2 separate regions of the Danio rerio genome follow, and region 2 is linked to region 1. Evidence: chromatin contacts called from public Hi-C data. All regions are on one chromosome and are shown on one strand. The core of a region is the stretch at or near the end of the contact, and the rest is flanking DNA. Distances in the headings are between cores, read along the strand shown.

Region 1 (7,077 bases), core at 4,578-7,077:
TATGTAATCATAGGTTGTAAGGGTGTCACGATCCTCCAAATCCTCGATTCGATTACATTTTCGATTCTAAAGGCACGATTCGATTCGATTTTCGATTATGAATAATTAATTAATTAATGACCAATTAATTATTTGTAGCCTACTGTTTAAACTACCTGATCTGGATAGTCTTTGTTTTACCCATAAACAAATCATACAGTAAATGAATAAAGGCAAGATACACACATAATTACCACCTGTCAATCACTTTTTCTGCGGGACTCGTGAATAGGCAGTGATCTGTGTCGTTATAATGGCGTCGGTAAAAAAGACGCACAACCAACAGGAACCAGCCAACAGTATCTGAGGTGTTCGCTAAAATGACTAAGTACAAGTGAGTGAAAGATTGAAGCAGTCCTCTGACTGCATGGACCTGCTGTCTCGAGCGCATGGCTGTGAGTGCGTCTGTGTCTGTGTGGTCACGTGATGTGCATTTTCAGAGGTAAAGAGGAAGGAGGGCTGCTCAGAAATGCTACATGCCACTGTGGATGTCAAATCGTTGTCGTTCTAAAATGCCATTTAAAAAAACAAAGACAGTGTAAACAGGGCCTGAGTGTGTACTTTTCGCGAGCGGATTTGCAACGGGGTCGGGCGGAGGATCGCGATGCCGGTGTTGTCTATCGGACGAACCGTACGTAATACGTACATAGCAGAGCTTGCAAAACTGTGTTTTTTTTGTCGACAACACGAACGTTGTGAACATAACTAACTGGAAATCCAAAATGCTTAAACACCGCCGACTTCATTGAAAGAGGAGAGGGTTTAAGTTCTGTCGACGTGTCTCCTGCTTCTGCAGTTTAACAAGCACTTCAACAAGCCTGTTTTTTCCCCCCTTGGCAAGCCAAGCTGACGTGACATGGGGGTGTAGCAGCATCGACGATTCTATTTTTTGATTCGATAATCAAAATTGAGCATAAATTTCGATCGATTTCGATTAAAAATCGAAATCGTGACACCCCTAATAGGTTGCATTAAATATTTAAATTTTCTCTAATTTCAAATATAAAACTAGATCGCACATCCACATTGAAGTTTTAGATGGGTCTGCCAATTTCCACTCAAGTAATATTCTTCTCCTTCCTAATAAAATAGCAAAGGCAATAACACTTTCCCTTTATGCGTCAATGATATTTTGTGGCGGTTGACCAAAAGTGAAGTTTCACAAACTAAGAGGAGCATGTGATATGATTGATCGCAGCTGGTCTCTCATCCATAATTATTATTGAGCCAATCGGATCATTGCAAACTCACTCTAAATAGCCAGACTGATGTCATCCCCTTATCTTCGTTTTTTGAGGAATCCCCCCATCCACCTCATCTCCCCCTTTCCTTCTTTACCAGAGGGAGCTCTCAAAAACTTCCTTTCGTATCCCCTCACATGCTTATTGACCAGACGGGAGCCCTGGGCTCAATTATCTCCGAGCTCAGAGTTCTGTCCCAAGACAGCATGCCAAACCTGCTATTATCATTAAGCAATATCTAAGTGTGAACTCTTGAAATAGCTGTTTCAAATAAAAACTTCACTATATATATCAATGAAAAACAAAATATTGGATTTTTCCAATATCATGCAGCCCTGTTACCAATAACAAAGAAACGCTTCAGTTTTTTTCAAAACATAACAGAAACATAAATATGCCACACCATCTATATACTTAAACATGAAAACGCATGTTGTGTTTGAGAATCTGAAGCTCTTACCTGTGCCGATGCTCGTCGTGAGCTCCCACACCATGTATGACCTGTCTACTGCCATGCCTCGACTCCTTCTCGGTCTCGATGTGCGGTATCAACACGTCCTCCAAACCAAAGTCAAAGCGCTTGTGTTTGGAATTGTCCGGGAGGAAGAAAAAGGCTCCAAAGCACAAGGTGATGAAGGCACTGAGAATGAGGAGGAGGATGAACTTCTCTGAGAGCCGTAAGGTGGCTCTGTGATGGGGGAATGAGGAGGCACCTGGCGAGAGAGTAGGTATCCTACGTCCCGAGAGCGGCAAGAGAGCCGGCGTGGTCATATTTTGATGATCGACTGGAATATGGAGGGATAAGGGTCAAGGCTGTTTTCGCGCAAGCCACACTATTATCTCATTGCGGTGGAAGCGTTACTCCCGAACGTCTGCTTATCTCATAGAAATAAAGAGTTGTGTCCTGTAGATCACAGATGCTTCCACTTGCTCTGAAAACAAAGACACACATTTTTTTAGACGATGGCTATCATCGTGAGACATTCAGACATACTTGCATTAAAAATCAACTTCAGTTTCCATGGTAATTATGTTAAGAAGCAGAAAAAGCATGAATCTAAATGCTATCACAGGTAGCTCAGGTTCTCTAATTTGATTCCTCGGTTACTTGTGTGATTAGTAGTAATTTGGTCTTATGGTTTTGAAATGTACAAGTATGCTTGAAGTGGAGATGGAAATATTGTAATTAAGAGTTCTGAGAACACAAATGACTGAGCAAAATAAATGGGGAAACTTGAAATTTAAGATAAGATGCAGAGAGAGTAATGTTAAAAGTGGGTGACGGTTCGAAAATAGCTGAAAACTGATCTATATCATATATATGATATAATATGGTGGAGATAAATCAATTAATGTTTCATTTACAACATTTATTTGGGTCAAACTTTATTTTGATGGTCCGTTTGTTGAATTTACATTGAGTTACATTGCATCTACATGCCAACTCAATCTTATTAGATTATAAGAAGACTGTTAGGGTTATTTTTACATTTACTTGCAAAGTTTCTTTTAGTCTGTTAAATGTCTGATGAAGGAGCATATCAACAGATATTAAGCAGACAGCCTACTAATACACAAATGGACCATCAAAATGAAGTGTCACCTTTATTTGTTCTACTCTATATGTCATGTATACGGTGTAGGTGAAATTTTTAAATTCAGATGTAGTTTTATGGGTATTTTGTTTATAATACACAGTAATTCTTTAGGTTTTTAGGCTGATTACAAACGTTTCTGACTCTAATGTTGGAATAACAAATAGCAGATTTCCAAAATGTCCTTGAAAGCAGCAATAGTAGTAAAAAAAATTAGTACAAGTTGCACGCTAGCACTATTTGACATTGCATTAATCTAACATTTCACTCACTAGTGAGCAAAAAACTAAGTCAATATACCACATTCTGTCATGTAGATGTAACATCTGATTTGAAAATGTCTTCACAACTGTTAAATGTAGACTACAAGATCTGATGCATCACTTCAGTGTAATTCACACTTTGGTCATCTAGTTACTTTTCTCTGTTTCATGAGAAATTAATCTGCACACACTTCTTAATTCACTCACTAAGACAGAGGAACACGTGTAGCTTTTAGCTTGGCGAATAAAACTATGCATACGCCTATTTTTGTTAGAGGAAGTAAAAGAAGAATAAAAAGTATAATTGTTAAATTAAATAACACTCCCATATTTGTGCTGTTTTACTGAATACAGGCGCACACGGAATTTGCGTGCGCAGAAATCTGCAGATTTTAGCCAAACATTGAGTCTATTTATTTATTTGTGTAAATCTATATTTATTCAGTTTTTTTTATTAATTGCAGTAATATTATTGACTAATATGACAATGTTCATATGATATATTTACAATACAGTTTGTAAAGTAATATTTTCTGTCATTAAGCAGATATATGATAGACCTGCTTTGTTTACCAAATAAGTGGATCTAATTGTGTGAACATTAAATAAAAGTTAAAAAGGTTTTATTTTTCATTTCATGTATTTAGTTTTAGACACAATGGCACAATGGGTAGTGCTGTCGCCTCAAAGCAAGAAGATCACTGATCTGAGCCTCAGCTGGGTAGGTTGGCATTTCTGTGTGGAGTTTGCATGTTCTCCTCATGTTTGCAAAGTCCAAAGACATGTGTTATAGGTGAATTGGGAAGCTAAATTACCCATAGTGTATGTGCGTGAATGAGTGTGTATGAATGTTTCCCAGTGATGGGTTGCAGCTGGAAGGGTATCCACTGCGTAAAAAAACATATGCTGGGTCAGTTGGCAGATTATTCTGCTGTGGCGACCCCACATTAATAATAATAAAAGAACTAAGCCAAAAAAAAGAATAAATTAAGTTTTTAGTTACTACCAAAAGTATTCTGCATAAATCCACAGATTTTACACAATTCTGCACAGAAATAGCAAAAAAAAAAAATTGTAAACAGATTCGGTCTGGCCCTAAATATTAATAATGTTTTAAGTATGTGCATTACTGTGCAGCAAACTTGCCGTGTGATATTGTGTGGTAACTTCAGGTATTAATGGAGAAATCTTAGAAGGCATAACTATTATATTATATTATATTATATTATATTATATTATATTATATTTTGCTGACATCATGGTCCTTAAAATGTAAAGCCAATGGCTTACGACCAAATAATAATAATAACTGTGGCTAGCCTTTTATTAATACGCAAGGCATATGATTTTTGCTGGGAAAAAAAATGATAATGTTCTGTTAGAGACAAAAAGCCACCAACACCTTGGGGTGGCATAAAGGCAAGTAATTTAAAAGCTAAAACCTCATTTTTGGAAGATTTTCCATAAAACACTGATGTTTTTTTTTTTTTTTTTGTTTAGACTTTCAGATCGTTTAAAGACGTCTAATCTGACGTAAATAATTTTTTTTAAATGATCTTGTTGGAACCACAGGTACACTTAAGTCGAAGCACCACATGTGTGAATTCTTATGACCCGTTTTGAATATGAAAACATCAAGAATATGAACGAGCATGAAGCAGAAATACATCATTCGGCACAGACTGTCTAGTATCAGGCACACTTGCAGCTTTAAGCATGACAATGTGACACCTGTACAAGTGTTTGCGCTTGATTACAGCGTCTCACCAGGCGTTTCACGCTCAAACACCGGGGTGATGTTGAACATCACGCAATATTTTTCACGGGTATATTGAAGAAACAAATGTGAGCACATACCGTGAGGGTCTTTTTATCATTCTGATCCATGATCCTCGCTTTGATCCAAACGCTTCTCGGTGTCAAGGCGGGCTGGGTCGAATCGTTATCTTACGATAAACGGCCAGTCCGCCCTCACCGCCCGTTAAACGAAATATTTATCTTAAACTAGCAAAAACAACGATATGCTATCGATAAGGGACTGGCAGTCAGAATACACAAAACAGTATCGCAACCCAAGTAAACATAACAAAATCTGGCCGACCGGATACCAATCACAAGACTTAATCACCACGAGCTTCCGTTATTGGCGTAAACGATAAAAGTTGCCGTCACATCACGCGCGTACAGCGGAAAATATCAGTGTCGCGGACGGAGGTTCAGCACAGCATAGGCCTGGTCCGCTTGATGCCGTGGCAGCGTATCTGAAGCGGAGAGCGATATCAAGAGCCGATACAATAACACAAGTAAACCACGGGTGTATCGTAAACCTTGGGTAATCCCCTCTACATAATGCCCTATTTTAATAAAAGCTCAAGCCGGCCTGCGCTGGACGTGTGCTGCGCCTTTTTTCCTCCAGTAAAGGCATTCAGCAGGCAGCCGTGTAGCGGACTGATCCCGTCCTGCCGCTGCTGCATCACCTTGTCGGTGCCGCGGGATAAATCGGCGCCATACACCGTAAATCCACCATTAACGCCCAAAAGTTGCCAAGTTCACGTTCATGTCCCTGTTTCTGTACAGTGAAGCATTCGCGATGAGTACCACCGCCTCCGTTATGTCTTCGTTCCTCCTTTATTTCTGTAGCTGTGTGCGCCGCCAGCCTCCAATATCCAGGATGTTGTTACTGCAACAGCTACTCCTCCTCCTCCCGCTCCTACCAACATCCAGTCAGCGGCCGCGCGGTGCTGAAGCCGGGGAGCGTCGCGCAATGACGAGCATCGCAAGGCAACGCAAAATCAATGGTGGTTAATTATGGACAGTAAAGACGGTATTTATAGTAGCATAGAGTAGTCATTTTTTCAGTGCTCCTAATATGGACGTAACAAATAGTATTTTCATTTTGGGCAGCCTAATTTTAAATGGTCTGTTTTTACCTATATTAATTAGACTTTTTAAATATGTAATTTCTTCTATAATGTTTGTGTTGAGTTGCGTTGTTTGTATTGTTCAGTGTGTGCAAATGTGGCCCCAAAATTCAAGACAAACTTTCATCATTGGGGAAAGTTACTTTTGAAAGTGATGCATTACAATATTAAGTTACTCCCTAGCTAAGTTACTTAGTAATTTTTTATGGTAACTAAGGCATTACGTTACTTTTAACTTTTGCGTTACTTTTTTATTATCTGGCTGAGGCTTGGTTTCTTTCACAACTTTTTATTTCTTTTTTTATAGAGGAGGTCTGCAATGAACAAGGCACTGTATAACCTACACCTACATTTAACTTTAAAAAACACATAAAAATTAAGCAATGTTATTGCTACTTTTGAACCATTGTCTTAAGTAAAATCACTGTGCATTGAGACGAGCCCCTTTTCCTTTTCTTCGATATGTTCAAATGAATAAACACATTCTCTTATTGACTGCATGATTCATTGTGACTATTTTAATTTTAGCTTAGCAATTAATTTTTAAGCTAATTAATTAAACTAAAGTAACTTGCTATACATTTAAAAAGAATAAGCTAACTCAAATAATATGGCTTATTTTTTAAATGTAATGCGTTACTTTACTAGTTATTTTAAATAGTATCATTACAAAACTAATGTTACTTGTAATGCGTTACCCCAACAATTTGGGGACAAAAAAAGTGTATTAAGCTTAGTTAAGTAAAAGTCTTTTTTTAACTCTTAAAAGATACAATGTTTATTAATTGCATAACTATTTTAATAAGTAATTTGGGTTGAAAAATACAAATAAATAATAAAATGTCATTTTAATTATTTTAATTACTTATTAACTGGATATTCTAAACTTTACTATTTTGCACAAGTAATCATTTTTATTTAGAACAAAAAAATTTACATGCATTCAAATATATTAAATGTTAGTGGATACAATCTTCTAAAAATATTTCATAAAAAATATTTTATTTGTAATTAGATA
Region 2 (6,366 bases), core at 3,736-6,235, 300 kb before region 1:
AAAGACCTGACAAATATCTTGAAAAACAATATCTGAACAGTGTTTTATGTGTAACCATAGTATAAGCTTCATATTGTGGCCATATCACCACCTCAGCTGTGCAATATATCTAATAATTCAATATCCTGTCATCAATAATTCTTATGGAATTGTGGAAAGAAATTATATTACTTCTTCTGGCTCCTCATCGGGTCCTTCTTCATCTTCCTCCTCATCCTCAAGAAGAGTTCTGACTTTCTTCTCCTGTGGTTCCCCCAATTCCTTAACCTATGAAGAAGGGTAAACTTTATAGTCATTCTCTACATAAGATCAAAAATCAGTCAAGACTGTACCGGAAAGTATCCCACCTACACAGCACAATAAACATCTCTTTACCTCCTCAATGTCCTGAATGTCCCAGGCTCTGAGCTCACTGTCAGCAGACCCTGTAAGCAACCTGTTCTCCTGGTTTAACAGCACCATTCCCCACACCTATAGGGAGAAGACAACGTTGATATCAGAAAAGTGCAAAAGACACATTTTCAAAACGTGACTTAACTTCCATAGGGTTGGCAAACGGGGACACACATTTCAGTACATTAATTCATAAAATATTCTGTAATTTTTATTGTAATGATAGGACAAACAATGTCCACAAAAGTAAACATACTAAAAATGTAGTATCTTTGATTAAAAAAAATAATAATAATTCTTTAAGAGTGCATATTTCAGGCTTTATGCAGGTATGTCTCTCATGTATGTGAAAACTGCAAAGGATCTATTTTTGTTTGTATATATTCATAATTACAGCAAAACAAAATGCTTTTATAAAATTAGTAAAACAGACAGGAAGTGTTTTCTCTTTCTGACTCTTCTATCAACATGACTGGCAAATGCGTTGGAAAAAAAACTGTTGAATCTCTGCAAACTTTTGCCTCACATACATAAGAAACGTACCTGCATAAAGCCTGAAATGTGCACTCTTAAACTTTTTAATCAAAGATACTACATTTTTAGTAAGTTTAATTTTGTAGGTAACAGCTGAGTCCATTTAGTTTGTTGTATTATATTAGAAAGATCAAGTCTCAATCAAGTATACAGCGATTTGAATTACCTCACTGCGATGTCCCACCATCGTCTTGAAACAATGCTGTGTGTCCAAATCCCACCACTTTACAAAGCTGTCCTTGGAACTGAGAAAACATGAAATGGATCCTTAACAGGTGTGAAGCCACCACATACAGCTAAATATCTGTCATTTTATCTATATTATTCATTCAGCATTTATATTAACAGAAACCAAAGGAGCAAGATATGAAAGTGTATATGTGAGTTGAGCATATAACTGTGTTTCAAAAGAATGTTGTTACTCAAAACAGAGGAGAAGAAATTTAAAATAAAACTATACACAGATAATTATAGTGGCGTTAAACAATAGAAGTCAATGGTTACAGGTTATAAAAGATCTTCTTTTGTGTACAACAGAAGAAAGAAACTCATAAAGGTTTGGAACCACTTGAGGGTGAGTAAATGAAGGGTATTTTTATTTGAACAATCCCTTTAAAAAGGTTTTTAAAATTTTTTATTTTTGTATAAACAGGGTGTCCGCTGTGTCTTGATAAATCAATGTAGAGAAATTTAAGGCCTTGAAAAAGTTTTTAAAAGTCTTTTTGTTTATGCAATGTATGGTTGTATGCTAAAGTTTGCCTGAATTAATTCTTGATGCTGTGTAGTTTACAAAATCAGTATTATCTTGCTAGATTTGACAAGCTGCTTTGTTCACTGCAGTAAGGCAACACCATTATTTCTGCAGTTCTATAGCCGCCAAACTGCTGAATTGGCTAGATTTTTATTCAGTATATGAATAATGTTTTAGTTTTGGACTAGTTTCTTACATTAATATTTAGTAAATATACTGTAAGTTAAAATCTCAACAGTGTTTTCTGGTTGAAAAGTGGTTATAAGGTCCTAAAATGTATGGAAAGAGTCTTTAAAAAGGTCTTAAAAGGTATTGAATATACTTTGATAAATGTACTCTCTGATTAAATGTTTTATTGATGTGCATTGATATCTTTGACAAACTTTTGTCAAGTTCGGATCTAAAATCTGTCTAAAAATTCTATTTCTATATAAAACTTGAAGTCTGCTTTACCTTGTAATCAGCAGGTTTTTACTTTCCAAGAACAAAACTTGTGTGATGGCATCTTTGTGTCCTTTAAGTCTGTACAGACCGCACTCATTGATGACATCCCACACAATCACATCTGTGTCCTGAAACACAACAAGTTTAGTTCAAGCTAAAAAGAAAATCTGTATTAAAAAAAATGAATGAATTCTAATATGAACTGAGGTCTTACTCTTGAGCCAGTGACAAGACGAGCTCCCAGAGCATCGTATTTGATGACTGAAACGGCTGATTTGTGTCCACTGAAGGAGACGTTGCTTTCACCGTTCAGCAAACTGAAGATTCGCACACCTCCATCCTCATAACCAACAGCTATATGCACACCATCAGGAGAGGGGCACAGATACGTCACTTCATGCTTTTTACCTTCAAGTATGAGAACCTGCGAAATGAATAGATGAGAAAATCAGTGATACATTTCTATAAAATTATACTGTAGTTCAATAAATGATCTTCTAAAACATTCTAAACAAATACCTTCTCAGCCTTGCGGACATCCCATATGAAAACATGTTCACAAGCCCCCACTGCAACATATCGACCCTTCTCTCCACCCCTGAGGGTCACAAAGGCGATATTGGCTTTCTGACTGCCGATCACTCCAAATACAGCACTCGCCACATAGCGCAGGTACTGCTTAGTTAAACCCATGGCTGGAGAACACATAAACAACACATTACTCCTTTAATTTTCTAAACTGAGCACAATTGGTTATCTGCATAAAGCTGCACTACAACATGCTTTTAACATGGTAGGATAAATGACTGAGGTAAAGTTGGTTTTATATTCACATATTTGTTCAATGAAAACTTGTGACTTGCTCCTTATAGTGTTTACCATGATACTTTGAATATTTGGTCCGAAATCAGATGTAAACATTACTTCAAAACAATATTAGCACTATTTAACTGACTGTGAGCAGTGTTGTACTTTGATAGCCATTGGCTACTAATATGTTTTGACTATTTAGAAATGGCAAAGAATACTTTTCTGAAATTATATTATTAAAGAGAAAGTCCGAGTGTGTGAATATAAAACCAACTTTACCTCAATTGGGTCATTCTAAAACTCTTAACATGAAAAAAGCTTGATGTGGCTTAATGTACCTAAACATGAAGCAGAGAAACACAAATTTCTGTCAAATTGTACTCACAATTAACTCCAACTACTGTAAAAACAACGAGTCCCAATTCCATAGATAAAGTCAAAAACATTGCCCTAAGTGTTTTCTCCCCTATTGAAGTTTATTATTAGGAAAAAGCTTAACTTGGCTTAATGTATCTTAACAACAAGTGGGGGGAAAATCACATTTCTATCAAATGTTACTTGTGATTAACACTAATTTTGATTTTTAAACACTCTTTTTAACAAATGGTTTCCCTTGGTTGCTGTAAAGTTATGTTAAGCCTTTCCTTATTATAGACTTCAATGGGGGAGAAACACTTAATGTGATATTGTTCATTTTATCTATGGAATTAAAGCCTGCTCTTTTGACAAGAGTTAGTGGTAATCACAAGTAAAGTTTGACATAAATTTGGGTTTCTTGCTCTGTGTTAAGGTATATTAAGCCTGTTTGCTTATAATGGAATTAAAAGGCATAACGTGAAAACTTTCCCTCACTAAAATTAAAGCTAAATTTTTGACATCAGAAAGTGTCTTGAGTAAAATTTGACAGAAATTTGATTTTCTCTAATTGTTGTTAAGGTACATTAAGCCACCTTTAGCTCTTTCCTTAAAATAGACTTCAATGGGGGAGGAAACGCTTAATGTGCTGTTTTTCACTTTATCTATAGAATTGGGACTCATTCTTTTTTAATTAGTTTAGTAGTTGGGGTTAATTACACTTACAATTTGAAAGTAATTTGGATTTCTCTGGTTAAGGTTTAGGTACATTAAGCCACGTTAAGCTTTTTTCATGTTAAGCGTTTTAGAATGCCCCCCTTCAGGGGTTCATGAAATGTCAAAAAAAAAAAAGATTTCCTGATAAATATTACACATTTTTTTAAATTACAATAATATTTTCTTAAAATCATAATATGTGTAGCAGATGTTTGTGAATCAAAACCTTTTATCAAAGTTGTCCTAAAAACTATTGAACAACCATTCCTGTCTCAGGACAATTTAGAAAAAACTGATCTGCTTCAATTGTTGACTACTGTATATTTACCTGTACTTTCATTTGTACTACTCGATTACTTGCACTTATGATAACTTTAACTTTAGATGCTAGCCTGCTGTTTTGTTGCTTCAAACTCTTCTATGCAAACATAATAACAGTCCACCTATCAGTCTTATACTAATCATCATATATTACATTAAATTGCATTAGTGTATAGTAGTGTATTACGTTACGTTTTGTCAGAACTTGCACCTAACATATTACGTATTAAATATTAGCACTAATTTAAATATAATAAGGTATGTGGCACATTAAAATTTGGCATAAAGTTATAATAAAAGTTACAGCAGATCTGTTGTTGTGACGCGTTTTAGTTATTCGGCTGCAAACAAAATGGTTCTCATGAACATATATAAAAGCTATAGCCAGTTACAACGTAAATTTATTCTTTAAATAGGCCATTAACTGAAGCTATAAGTTACTCCTGACGCCACGCTTTGAGCTAAGGCAGCTCTTTTAATCGCATATAAATGCGAATATGTAAACTTTTACACTATCTTACAGTTCATAATGACCACTGTGTATTAAAAAAACGTATTTACATACTTTTGTGAATTAGACGACTTTTGTATTTGCAGTCCTTATGAAAGTATTTCTTCAGTGGATGGGGAGAACTCCGACATGCTTTCCAGTCGCATGTGTGACATCCTGTAAAGGCAGACGTAGTAGATTACCGAGCAGCACAACGATGAAACTAAACAAAACATTTAGCATATTTACCGTTTTATGAATATTTGTGCGACTAATATATTATTTATTCCGTCCTTATTATTTCCTTTGCGTGTGTGGTTTGTGTATGTGTTCTTCTTGTGATTTACGCTCATGTTATTGATTACTTAGGTCTATGAAGTCACAATGTTGTGCCTGAGGCCAAATGTGCTCGCAAATAAAACATGTATTTAAGTTATATATTCGTTATTTTTTATTGTACTTATTTTGCAATTCTCATTGAACGTAGAACGTCTATTAAAATCTGTGATTACATTTTTGAACACGTCTGTGCGTTTTCGACACGGATTGACAACACATCCACACTCCCTGCCGCAATCCCGGAAGTGATGATTTTTGTTCTCGTGAATCAGCTGATCAGGAAACTCGCTGAATGTTGCACGCACGATGTGTTGACCACAACCAGTAAAAATCACATTTTAACAATGGTCTATTTAAAAGCGGAAGGAGAGAGAGGACGTTGACAGTGGCTTCTGACTCTTTCGTCCGTGCATGGATTTGAGCTAACGCGGTTTTGTTTTTCCAGGAGATTGGACTGAATATCTGCATCATCTGGTAGGTGGCTGGACATTGTGATGAGTAGTTGTGGTGCTTTACGTTGGTTGCAGTTTCACTTTTATAGTTGTTATATTTGGAATTAATACGAGGTGTTATTTTCCCTTTCGTCCTCCTCAACGCAGTGTATTATTATTGGTGCTAATGAACATGGAGACTGGACGTTTATATGTTTGATCGAGCCTATACTTTGTTGATGTTGATGATGAAATCTAATTTGAGTCGACCTTTACACATGCGCCTCAATGCTGCTGAATATCTTATCTGTTCCTGGACTCCTGTGTGTGTCTGTCTGTGTGTACTGATAGAGCCTCTCTGTTGTGCCTCAAAGTCAATTATGTTTATGAACACTGCACTTCTCACACTTATGCAGATCATGCTGGCCAGACACAGGAGTTGTTGCTGGAGTTTTTATAACATACTTTATAATCTGAAGAATACATTTTAAACATATGTAATGTTTTTTTGTTTGTTTGTTTGTTTTTTTAAGACAGTATAACACAATAAGCACTTTGAATATAAGCATTTAAAATGTATGTATGTGTATATATTAGGGCTGCACGGCATTGAAAAAATCTAACATTGCAATTACTTTATTTTGCTGAGATTTATACTGTAATATGAATGCAATTTTAGCTTAGATTCAATGATTTGATTAACTCTACCTGGAATAAAATCATTAACTTTAATTGGAGTCATCTCGGTAAAGAGTGAATGAAATAAATTGCACAAATAAGTA

The links. A called contact is a pair of places that touch in the nucleus more often than the background predicts.
Region 2: a contact with region 1 is called in a Hi-C map of hematopoietic stem cells, with 4 times the contacts expected there. The contact joins the promoter of wdr3 here to the promoter of man1a2 in region 1. A contact is called at or near these places in 9 of 18 Hi-C or Micro-C datasets (caudal fin, embryo, fibroblasts and 3 more) and 2 of 4 datasets of contacts at active chromatin or transcription factors (embryo and pancreas).

The regions. Positions count from the first base shown.
Region 1 is chr9:22,164,647-22,171,723 of GRCz12tu, reverse strand. It overlaps man1a2 (mannosidase, alpha, class 1A, member 2), which reads right to left and starts at 5,827. Exons shown (of 14, transcript NM_001256622.1): 1 at 5,616-5,827; 2 at 1,741-2,212. The coding sequence starts at 2,051. The region is part of intron 2 of LOC141376109 (a long non-coding RNA gene); the gene reads left to right.
Region 2 is chr9:22,467,723-22,474,088 of GRCz12tu, reverse strand. wdr3 (WD repeat domain 3) reads right to left here and starts at 4,985. Exons shown (of 27, transcript NM_198873.1): 1 at 4,890-4,985; 2 at 2,642-2,817; 3 at 2,337-2,546; 4 at 2,132-2,250; 5 at 1,094-1,172; 6 at 376-471; 7 at 172-267. The coding sequence starts at 2,815. It overlaps gdap2 (ganglioside induced differentiation associated protein 2), which reads left to right and starts at 5,454. Exons shown (of 14, transcript NM_001004563.1): 1 at 5,454-5,627. The region is part of intron 2 of LOC141376109 (a long non-coding RNA gene); the gene reads left to right.